Regions from separate parts of the Zea mays genome. Here region 1 is linked to region 2. A link is a contact called in public Hi-C data. All regions are on one chromosome and are shown on one strand. Each heading gives the region's core, a stretch centred on a gene start, on an enhancer-like site or on the middle of the called end of the contact. The rest is flanking DNA. Distances are from core to core; before and after follow the strand shown. Region 1 holds the start of LOC100191179. Region 2 holds the start of LOC100273651.

Region 1 (4,962 bases), core at 1,888-4,387, 530 kb after region 2:
AGTCGTTAAAAGTTCTTCGATATATGTTTTCACAGTTCCATCCGAAAGTCACTAAAAGCAGGTCCATGGTTGCTTTTAGTTTTGCACTGCGAGAAAATCGACTTTTAGAAAAAGCTGCTTCCTGAATCCAGCCATTTGGTTTGGCTTTTAGGGGGCAAAAGCCAAAGCCAAAAGCTAAACCAAACACACCCATAAAACATTCTAGTAGATGAAATTTCTAACAATGATTTCAAGTCGTCCGACTAATCGTGATTAGTCGGGCTGGTCTCCTGTTTGTGTTCAATTAGGCAGACGACTCGACTAGATGGGCTGGTCGTTCTAGTCGTCCGACTAATCTCCGATTAGGGCGACTAATCGTCCGCTTAGCGTTTCCTAGTCGCTCGGCTAGGGTTTTGGTATTGGGCCATTTTCAGCCCATCTCTAGTATCATTTAGTCTGGCCTCTCCTCTCCTCTGCCCATACCCAGCCGCCAAAACCAGCGTACACGTACACCTCCTCTCTTGCCAGACCTCCAAGCCTTCAGACCTGGTCGCCGGCGGCTACCCCTACGCCCCAGACCGGACATCCAGCTCCGGCGGCCACATAACACCGGCGGTTTCTCACCTTTGCCTCCTGCTGACCTGCTCCACTAGCGCCTCTGGTATTGCAACCCAGACCAGACAACTAGCTCGACGCTGGTTTTGCAAGTCTGTTGTTGCTGCGCAAAAATGTCGTTAGAGGGAGTGTCGTGACACCGACGGCTGTATGGTATCTTTTGTTACCCTAAGGGCATCTGCTACCGTATAGGTTGATTTGAGTATGCTTGTGACTTGCGAGCGCTTGGACCAATCCTTGTCAGTAGTCAGACTTGTAAAACAAAACTCCTTCCTTCTTAATGAAATACGGGCTCCAACCTGCTCGTGAAAAAATATTCAAACACATTTGGCCAATATCTGGAAGTAAATTAACCCTATGCTACAGGTCTAAAAGTTGAGGGCAGAGCACCACACCACCAGGTTGCCATATAGCAGCTCAGCAACCCATGTTAGTAGCATTTGATGCAAAAAATATATATATATTGTACGGCACAACCAACCATACATTATGAGATACTCTCAAGTCTCACCCAACCACATGACAGCAATGAACATGCCAACCCTCTTGAGTGGTCCAACATGAACAATAACTTCTTGTATGTGCCACCTCATTAGGACAGACCCAGTGCTAGGGGCTCCCGCATGAATGGGGTCTGGAAAAGGGATAAACCGAGGCTAACTTTCCTCCGCAAATATGGAGAGGCTGCTCCGAACCCACGACATGGCATGGTGACTTAGTGAGACAGCTCTCACCGTTGCACCATGTCTGTTGTCTGCCCTTCATTATGGAAAGTAAATAGACTAGCATGCTGATCTACTAATCTGCAGTGTACAACTGAGAAGGCGGTGCCTATGAATGTGACAATGAATGCCATAAGGGCACAAGGCACCTCTTAAATTGTCATCACAGACGTGGCTAAAATGTGATAATTCAAGAAGGTTAGCATAGAGATTAGAATCCCAGTGGCACTTGGAGCTTGAAATATATTGGAGGAATGCAGATTCCAGAAACAGTTTCGGGTTCCGTCAAGTAATAGGCTAATAGCAAGAAAGTTTTGACTATATGTATCCCTGAGGCACAGACATATTAAGGAGCATATTCGTGCAAACTGAAAAGTACATACTTTTCTGTCTAAATATGTTTTTTGTCAAAAAACAACCATGCTTACATACTTTGAATTAAACCATAATAAATGTAATAAACGTTGACTGAATGCAGTATGGATGTTATTTGCAAATAATATTAAAAGGCCAATAACATGTCCCAGAGACAACTTCTAGATACTGCTCAACTATCTTCCTGTTCCCATCTAAATAAATTATCCCTTGATATATTTTTTTCACAGATCATGTCAGATAAATGTATTTTGACAAAAAGGAAATAAAAAAACACAAAGGGTGTGAGTTGATGCTGATGGCCAACTCCTTCCTACCTAAACAGATCCTAACGACCTGCAGCACTGAAACCCCAAAATAAATCCCTGCCAAACAGGGCAAACAAGGAGGGCAAGCAATCAAAACGAACCCAGGTTGACTAGAGTCATTGACATGTGGTCATATGGACCGAATTGCAAACACTAGATACTGCTGCAGCCTAGAGGATAAAAAACACACAAATTGCATACCACACCCAAAGGCACTAGTCGTGGCCTTTTAGCACATACATGGAATTCAGGAGAGCAAGATAAACCTGCGACATCACACAAGCATGGGCTGCACTGCAGTTTCATACTGGCCACGCAAGCACTAAAGTTCAGGATTTGCTAGCAAAGTTTGCAGCTACAATTCTCAGGACAAGACGTATAGAAAAGAGGCAATCAAACAGCTCTGTTAGGCGTTAGCAAAGCAGCGCCGAAATGTTTGCAAAGGTCGTTTACTGGTGCAAATGAAAGATAAAAGCGGCCCACAGATTCCCGCTTGCTGAATGACTCTCGCACACCGCACGCTGTAAACACCCCCCGTGTTCGGTCCTTAACTCCAGAACACACGCGTGTTTCTTTGTTGGTTGGTTGCTGCAAGGCATGGATGAATGGAATACGGAAACTGCTGGGTAGTAGAAGCAAGTGCCGAAATGTAAGCAAGCAGGGAGGGAGTCCACTTACTCCTGGCATGGATGGCCTCCTGCAGGTCCGCGACCTTGGCCTGTAAAAAGGAACCCACGAATGAATATGAATCCAAGGTGAAACCTCTACGAGAGATCTCGAACCCCAGAGGAGAACCGAGCCTCCCCCGACGGCAATAAACCCAGCCCCCCGGAGCGAATCAAGAGGCGGCGGGCTGGCGAGCGGGCGGGAGGGAGCACAACGTACCGAGTCCTTGAGGTCGATGCCGCCCTTGACGACCTCCCGGCCGCTCCGGGACACGACCGTGACCTTCATCCTCCCGCCGACGGGAAGCCGCGGCAGCGAGGCGGCAGAGCGGGGAGAGAGACGACTAGATCGTCGAGTGGCTGCCTGCTGCCTGCGGCCGTGGATGCGGGGGAGAGGAGAGGAGAGGAGAGGAGACGGGGGCGGCGAGGGAGTGGACGGGCGGAGGCGGCGTATTTGATCCCGCGGCGGGGCGGGGGAGGGCAGCGTGCAGGTGGGGGGCGTTGGACCCACACCCACCGGAGTTATGTGGCTCAGCATCTTGATGTGGACCGTGTCCACGGCGCCCCACACTCTGAGCAGCAGCAGCATGGACAGCTGAGTAAAGAGGGCCTGCGCTGCGCAGCGTGATCTGGCCGCAGTTGGTTGGGGAGTAGCGCGGGCGGCCCAACGGCCCCCCAACGGTGAGCGACCTCCGTTCAGCTCGGCGGCTGACCCGACGATCATCCCGGGGCAGGGCCCACGGACGGACACGCTCTTGCCGTGCCGCTTCGTCGACCACAGCAGCGGCACCAGCATCAGGTAGAATTGTAGTAACATTCTTATCCTAAAACACACATTTTTCTTTGGAGAAGTAGCGATTTGTACTTAATGCTAGCAGTAGCCTTTAGATGATAGGCTGGTTGGCATTGGAGTACACGAGACAAGAACGAAGAAGAGGAGCATCCAAAGCTCATGGCAACTAAAACCGTCAAGAAGATCACTGGTTCGCTTGGATTTAAGTCGTAATGGATTCTATTGCTGTTATAGTGTTTTTATCTCTATAAATTACAAAAGTTGTAGCAGTCCAAATAGTTATCTTTAATCCAAAGCGAATAACACATTTCATAGTGATAAATGCAGGAGGTTGCAATTACAGAGATGGCTGAATTGGATAGCGGTAGCGGACTTCTCAATGTTTCTACGAGTGATGTTATCATCTGACCGGTTAAATTAATTAGTGTAGTTAAGGGGTAGAGGCGACCGACTTGGGGGTGTAACTCTTCTTGGCATATACTGTACTGTATGTCAGTATGTGTCACGATTATGTTCACTGTGGTTTTGTTCCATATAAGATGTAGGCACTAGTACATTTCTGTCGTTAGGAAAAAAAAAGGGAGCCCAAAACCCATGTGATGTTGACGGTGCACCCAAGTGCCCCTTTAATGCAGATCTCATAGTCTAAATTTTGATCACCTCTGTCTAGGCAGTTTGGGATATGCTCTGTTTCAGGATCCTTTTGCCTCAACGTTAGTCATCTTGCAATTGCAAAGCACTTATTCTGCCCTTGCTATCCTCAAGAATCAAGATTATTGGCTACGATCTACCAAATATTGACTGCAAGACACTTCTCTATTCTCTTTCAAAAAAAAGGCTCCAACAACCAGATGGAAGGTAGGCATTTATTATTCCCATATCATATCATGGTCATTAGGCTTGTAAATTGGCTCTCGAAGTATCTCTACTTCACATCTGCAGACCTGCTTACAATTCATGGAAAATGTTTACAGTATAATACTGTGTCCTTTTTAATGCATTGGCTTATTTGACAAGCATGTTTTTGTAGCTTCATGCCTACTCATATTGGATAAGTAGTGTAGAGACAAGTCACTAATGGAGGGTGTTTCAAGCGAAAAGAAACAAGCCCAGTGATACCTATTACCTGCTATGTTTTTTTTTGGTAAATCTAATTTGCAGTCTCTGTACTGGTCATGTGACAAGTGAATAAAAAAACTGTGTAATTTTCTTGCTTCTAATCTCACTGTACAGGGTTGGAGCTGTCTTGAAAATCTTGGGTGCTAGACACCTGTAATTGGCCTCAAATATCTTACACCAGCTTAATGCCTTAATCACGTTCTCAGATAACTCAGGACATGTTCTCGTTCACCGTTGCAACAGTATGGAGGCTTTACGAAATTCTTTTGACATCTGCATCTGTACCATCTTCGCTTTTCTCTCAGAATTCAGCTGGAAAAAAAACAGCTATTACTGTCGTGATCACAGGGTTACCGTGACCGAGTTGTAGAGATTGAGGAGGGCTG
Region 2 (4,499 bases), core at 1,740-4,239:
CCAGAATTGATCCACTAACAAAACCATTAGCTACGAACAACTAAAACAAGGGAAATAAGCTAGAGATCTAGACTAGAACATCTATACAATAAACTTACTACACAACAGTAAAGCAAAAGTATAGAGAGCTCAAGCCACATAAGTAGAGACACAATATTTATCCTCATGGTTCAGTGACCCGCGTGACACCTCAAATGTTACCCACACGTTGAGTGGCAACTTAAGTATCAAACAAGATATATCAGATAGTGTTCGCATGCTCTAGTTAAATCTTGCAAGTGTTGATCAAGAGATGGTGTGAAACATTTTTTAATGAGGAGAACTAAAACTTTTTAAACATAATGGGAAAACTATTTCGCTTAAATGTCAACTTGTTTTAAAAAATGTACACGAGTAGTGTTAATCATGTCTCATATAGCACATGACATAAACATGAACCTTTTTGGTCTTATGAAAAATTGTAGATTGTTTGGAATCAAAATGCCACATAAAATGAGGAGCTCCAGCTTGTTTTAATTGTTTTACCCAAGTTAGTCAAAACATGTGATGTCAAACCTTGCATTCATGCTTAAATAACTCTAGATTCACTCTATAATAAAAATTAGTAGGGTTTATGTTTCAAAAATACGAGAAAGTACCTAAAACATCTAAAACCCTAGTACACCCCCTTTCTTGATCCTCATGTAACTCCAAGTGTTGTCGACCGTAAAGCTATCTCTAGCAGAAGTTGCATGCGGATGCGTATTTGAACGATCATTGTACGAATGCAAGAGCGCAAACGAGAGGACGTTTCCTGCAGAGCGTGTAACAGACGTGACGCAGAGGAGATAAAAACCATGGATTTGGACTATGGGGAGGTTAAGCACATTTTTCACATCATCATTCATGATCTGCTGGAACAGATAGACAATTGCTTGCGAGCACGTAAAAGGTAAAATGCACATATATTTGTCCGCTTGGGACTTTTGCTAGAGATAGTTTAAGGAAGAGCAAGGGCCACAAAGAAAGAAGAAAGAGTAGATGGTAAAAGATACACATTACATGCCCTTTCTCTCACGTGATGTTACATAAATAATTATTTTAAAATTTTGAAAAGTAGGTTTGTAATGACATGCTTGAAATTACCCAGGCTATCTCTAAGAGCATCTCCACTAATCCAAAAAAACTCCAAAAATTAATTTAAAATGTTAGTAATAAAAAAATTACGCTCCCACAACTTCTTAAATAAGGTCCAAATATACCATTTTTCTAAATATTTTTATTTAATCTCTAAACTTAGACATTTGCTTCGCACTTTCAATAGCCTATATCGCCCATTAATCACATTGTGAAATAACTTATCTGTCATTATTGAATTTGCATCCGCGCATAAATAATGCACTTTAAATGATTTAAGTTGTAGAAATGTTAAATTTATCATCAGGTTAGTATAATTTAAAAATATTTAACGACCTAAAATTAAAAATTGTTAGAGGCTAGCAACTTGATAAATCAGTTTTTAAAGAGTTTTTTTAACTCTTATATTCAAACTTTACTATATAGTACTATCTCTGTTCTTAAATATTTATCACTCGCTAGTTTATTTTTGAGTCAAAACGATAAAGGGAGTACTGTACTAGAACGGTCTTAACAAAAAAATATGTTTACATCCTAGCGACGAGGAAATTTTTGCCATTATAAAACACGGCACATTTAGTTTCGTAGAAATGGAGACGTTGGGGAAAGATTCGACGATATAAAAATACACAGGAACGCGTAGCCGACAAAATAGACTCAAAATCTTTATTAGCCACCGAGGAGAACAATTAAACTTCCTCGCCGTCGGTGCTTAGGCCCACCGTCCAAATCAGGTGGCCTCGCCGCGGGCGGTGGTTGCGCGGGCTCTGCCGGTTCCTCGGGCTCTTTGCTCCACCGGAGGCTCTGCCGGTGCCTCGGGCTCTTTGCTCCACCGGAGACTAGGGCCTCGTACGGGATGCTGGAGGCTGGGACGTCACCGAGCAGCTCGACGGGAAAGCTTCTACATCTGCTTCTCTCGTCCCCTCCGCCACGCCGAGGTGGCGGAACATCGTCTATCCTATATTCGCATGTAGGAATCAATCATCCGAGCTCAAATCAACCAACAGCACCTATGCTCCTCGTGACATCATCCCCTGGAGATGGTACGCTGCAGCTCCTCTCCCGCTGCACAAAACTTGTTCATGTCCATCGTCCCTCGTCCCTCTCCTCCAGACCACGCCCAAATCACCACGATTCTACACTGTTCCAGACCACTTCCCGAAGTCGAATTTCCCCGAGCACAACTCGTTTCCAAATTCCAATCGCTCGAAACCCAGTGTAAATTTCATTTTTTATGGCGTGTTCGGTTAGCTCTCAATCCATGTGTATTGAGTGAGATTGGATGAGTTTTAATCCCAAAAAGTCTAACTTCTTCTCATTTTTTTTTCAATCTCATCCAATCCATATGTATTGGGAATAACCGAACAAGCCCTTACATGGAAATTGACACCGTCATTTTTTTACCGTACGTCATATAAAGAGCCAAATTTACATCGAATATCAAATAGAAAAGACTTATATTTTGGGGAACATATCTATTGCTCAAAGGGGTACGGTGTTCAAGTGCACTTTTTAAATTTGATATATTCATCTCACATCCAGCGGCTGCAGTTAATTTGATTAAGAACCCTCCCACCAAGTGAAGAAGGTGAAAGAGATTGTTTGTAAAATTGGTGCTTCTGTTAGATTAGATGTTGGATGGACGTTCCAGATTTAAAATGTGTACGTGAGTACCGTACCTCTTTGAGCACCGGATACGATTACGTGAGATGTGAGATGAATGCATCAGATTTAAAAAGTGCACTTGAAACTGTACCTGTTTGAGTACCAGATATGTTATATGTGTATTTCCATGTCATTGAATCCCTCCTCAACATCTTCGTTTCGACGAAGTCGAATGTGTCGTGTTTTATAATGTCAAAAATCTCAGCGACGAGGGGCAACAGTTTTCTCGAAGAAGGGAAGGCAGCCTCTTCCTCGTCGCCGGCGACGTCACCCTCAGCGGCTATCAGGGATGCCGGTCAGGGTGGTAGATACCGCCACGCCTTCCTCCCAGCCCTCCCCAGGTTCCCTTACCCTCCTCGCATCCTCCATCTCCAATAAATACGCTATGCGCATCAGGTCCGCTTTATACGATCAGGTCTAGATCTTATCGGATTATCGTTTTTTTTTGTTGCCTGGGCGTGATGTGATTTCGTTGGATTACTGTTGGAAGCTATTTTTTCTGATCTAGATTGGCCTAAAAGCAACTCCAAGAAGGAGTTCTAAACTTGAGCCTTAAAATTTGTATTAGGACCTTTTGATTTATTTAGGATCTCCAACAACCAGGCCTTAAAATCAGGATACCCAGCTGGGATCCTTACCCAGCTTCCATCTTCTCTGCACGAGGCAACGCGCTTTTTTCTAGCATATCCTTCTCGTCAGCTACGCATTCGTTCGCAATCGGCCGCATGAGGCCCACATCATCCTTCCTCAAGGGCTGCACAGTTAAGCGCGACGGCTGCACACGGCTGCAAGGTACAGCTCGACGGCTGCTGGTAGGGGCATCACCGCATCATCCCTGCACGGTAGGCTCTTGACCCCTGCACAATACGGCTGGAGGGCTACGAGACGAGTGGTGGCGGAGTCTGCTCGCTGGAGGTTGGGCGCGTGGACGAGGTGAATAGTTCATTTAGAACCTGCTGCAGATTTGCAACAAGTAAGCAGTGTGTTGATCAAGTGTATTTTGCATTGTAACCGTTATATGATGCGATATATGATAGCTTAGAAATAATATTTTATATTGCCATATGTGCACTGCAGAAACATGTATGCAACTAGGAGATCTATGATCCATCTCGAAGATGAAGAATTAGATGATGAACTTGACCACCTCATGCTTCTCATGATGGGTGAATATCGGAAGAGGAAGCATAAGCAGCGAAAGAAGCATCGAGGTTCAGTTTTTGGACACAAGGTTTACAATCAAAATAGAGATGAACACGGTATGAAATTATACCTTGACTATTTTGCTGAGCACCCAACATATCCTGAGAAGATGTTCCGACGCCGTTTTCTAATGAGTTCCTCTCTTTTCAAACGGATAGCTAAAGCTGTTGAACAACATACCTCTAGATTCTTGTCGAATTGCATCTATGGCAGTGTTTAGCGAGGAGCTTCACGACCCTTTCGTGGCTGTTCCGGCTTTCTTTGATCCATGCGATGGAGTTTGACGACGGAAGAGATGGGCTTGCCGGCAGGTGGGAGCAGGGCGCGCCGACGAGATGGCAGCCCTGTGCGCCAACGAGGGACGAACGTGGCCGGGAGGAAGCGCACAAACTCTGGAGGGCAGCCTTGTTCACCGATGAGTGACGGCCGTGGACGGAGAGACGAGACGTGCGGGCATCGGTGCGCGGTGGCGAGTCACCAAGATGAGCGGAGAGGTGGGGAGCACGGGAAATGCG

Evidence for each region. A called contact is a pair of places that touch in the nucleus more often than the background predicts.
Region 1: a contact with region 2 is called in a Hi-C map of ear, with 2.0 times the contacts expected there. The contact joins the promoter of LOC100191179 here to the promoter of LOC100273651 in region 2. A contact is called at or near these places in 3 of 25 Hi-C or Micro-C datasets (ear, leaf and tassel).

Annotation. Positions count from the first base shown.
Region 1 is chr8:15,034,109-15,039,070 of Zm-B73-REFERENCE-NAM-5.0, forward strand. It overlaps LOC100191179, which reads right to left and starts at 3,138. Exons shown (of 4, transcript NM_001136614.1): 1 at 2,885-3,138; 2 at 2,678-2,717. The coding sequence starts at 2,953. It overlaps LOC118473080 (a long non-coding RNA gene), which reads left to right and starts at 3,533. Exons shown (of 3, transcript XR_004851892.1): 1 at 3,533-4,315; 2 at 4,488-4,601; 3 at 4,691-4,773. It also overlaps a transcript of LOC100383128 not described here.
Region 2 is chr8:14,508,493-14,512,991 of Zm-B73-REFERENCE-NAM-5.0, forward strand. LOC100273651 reads left to right here and starts at 2,990. Exons shown (of 8, transcript NM_001279565.2): 1 at 2,990-3,122. The coding sequence starts at 3,071.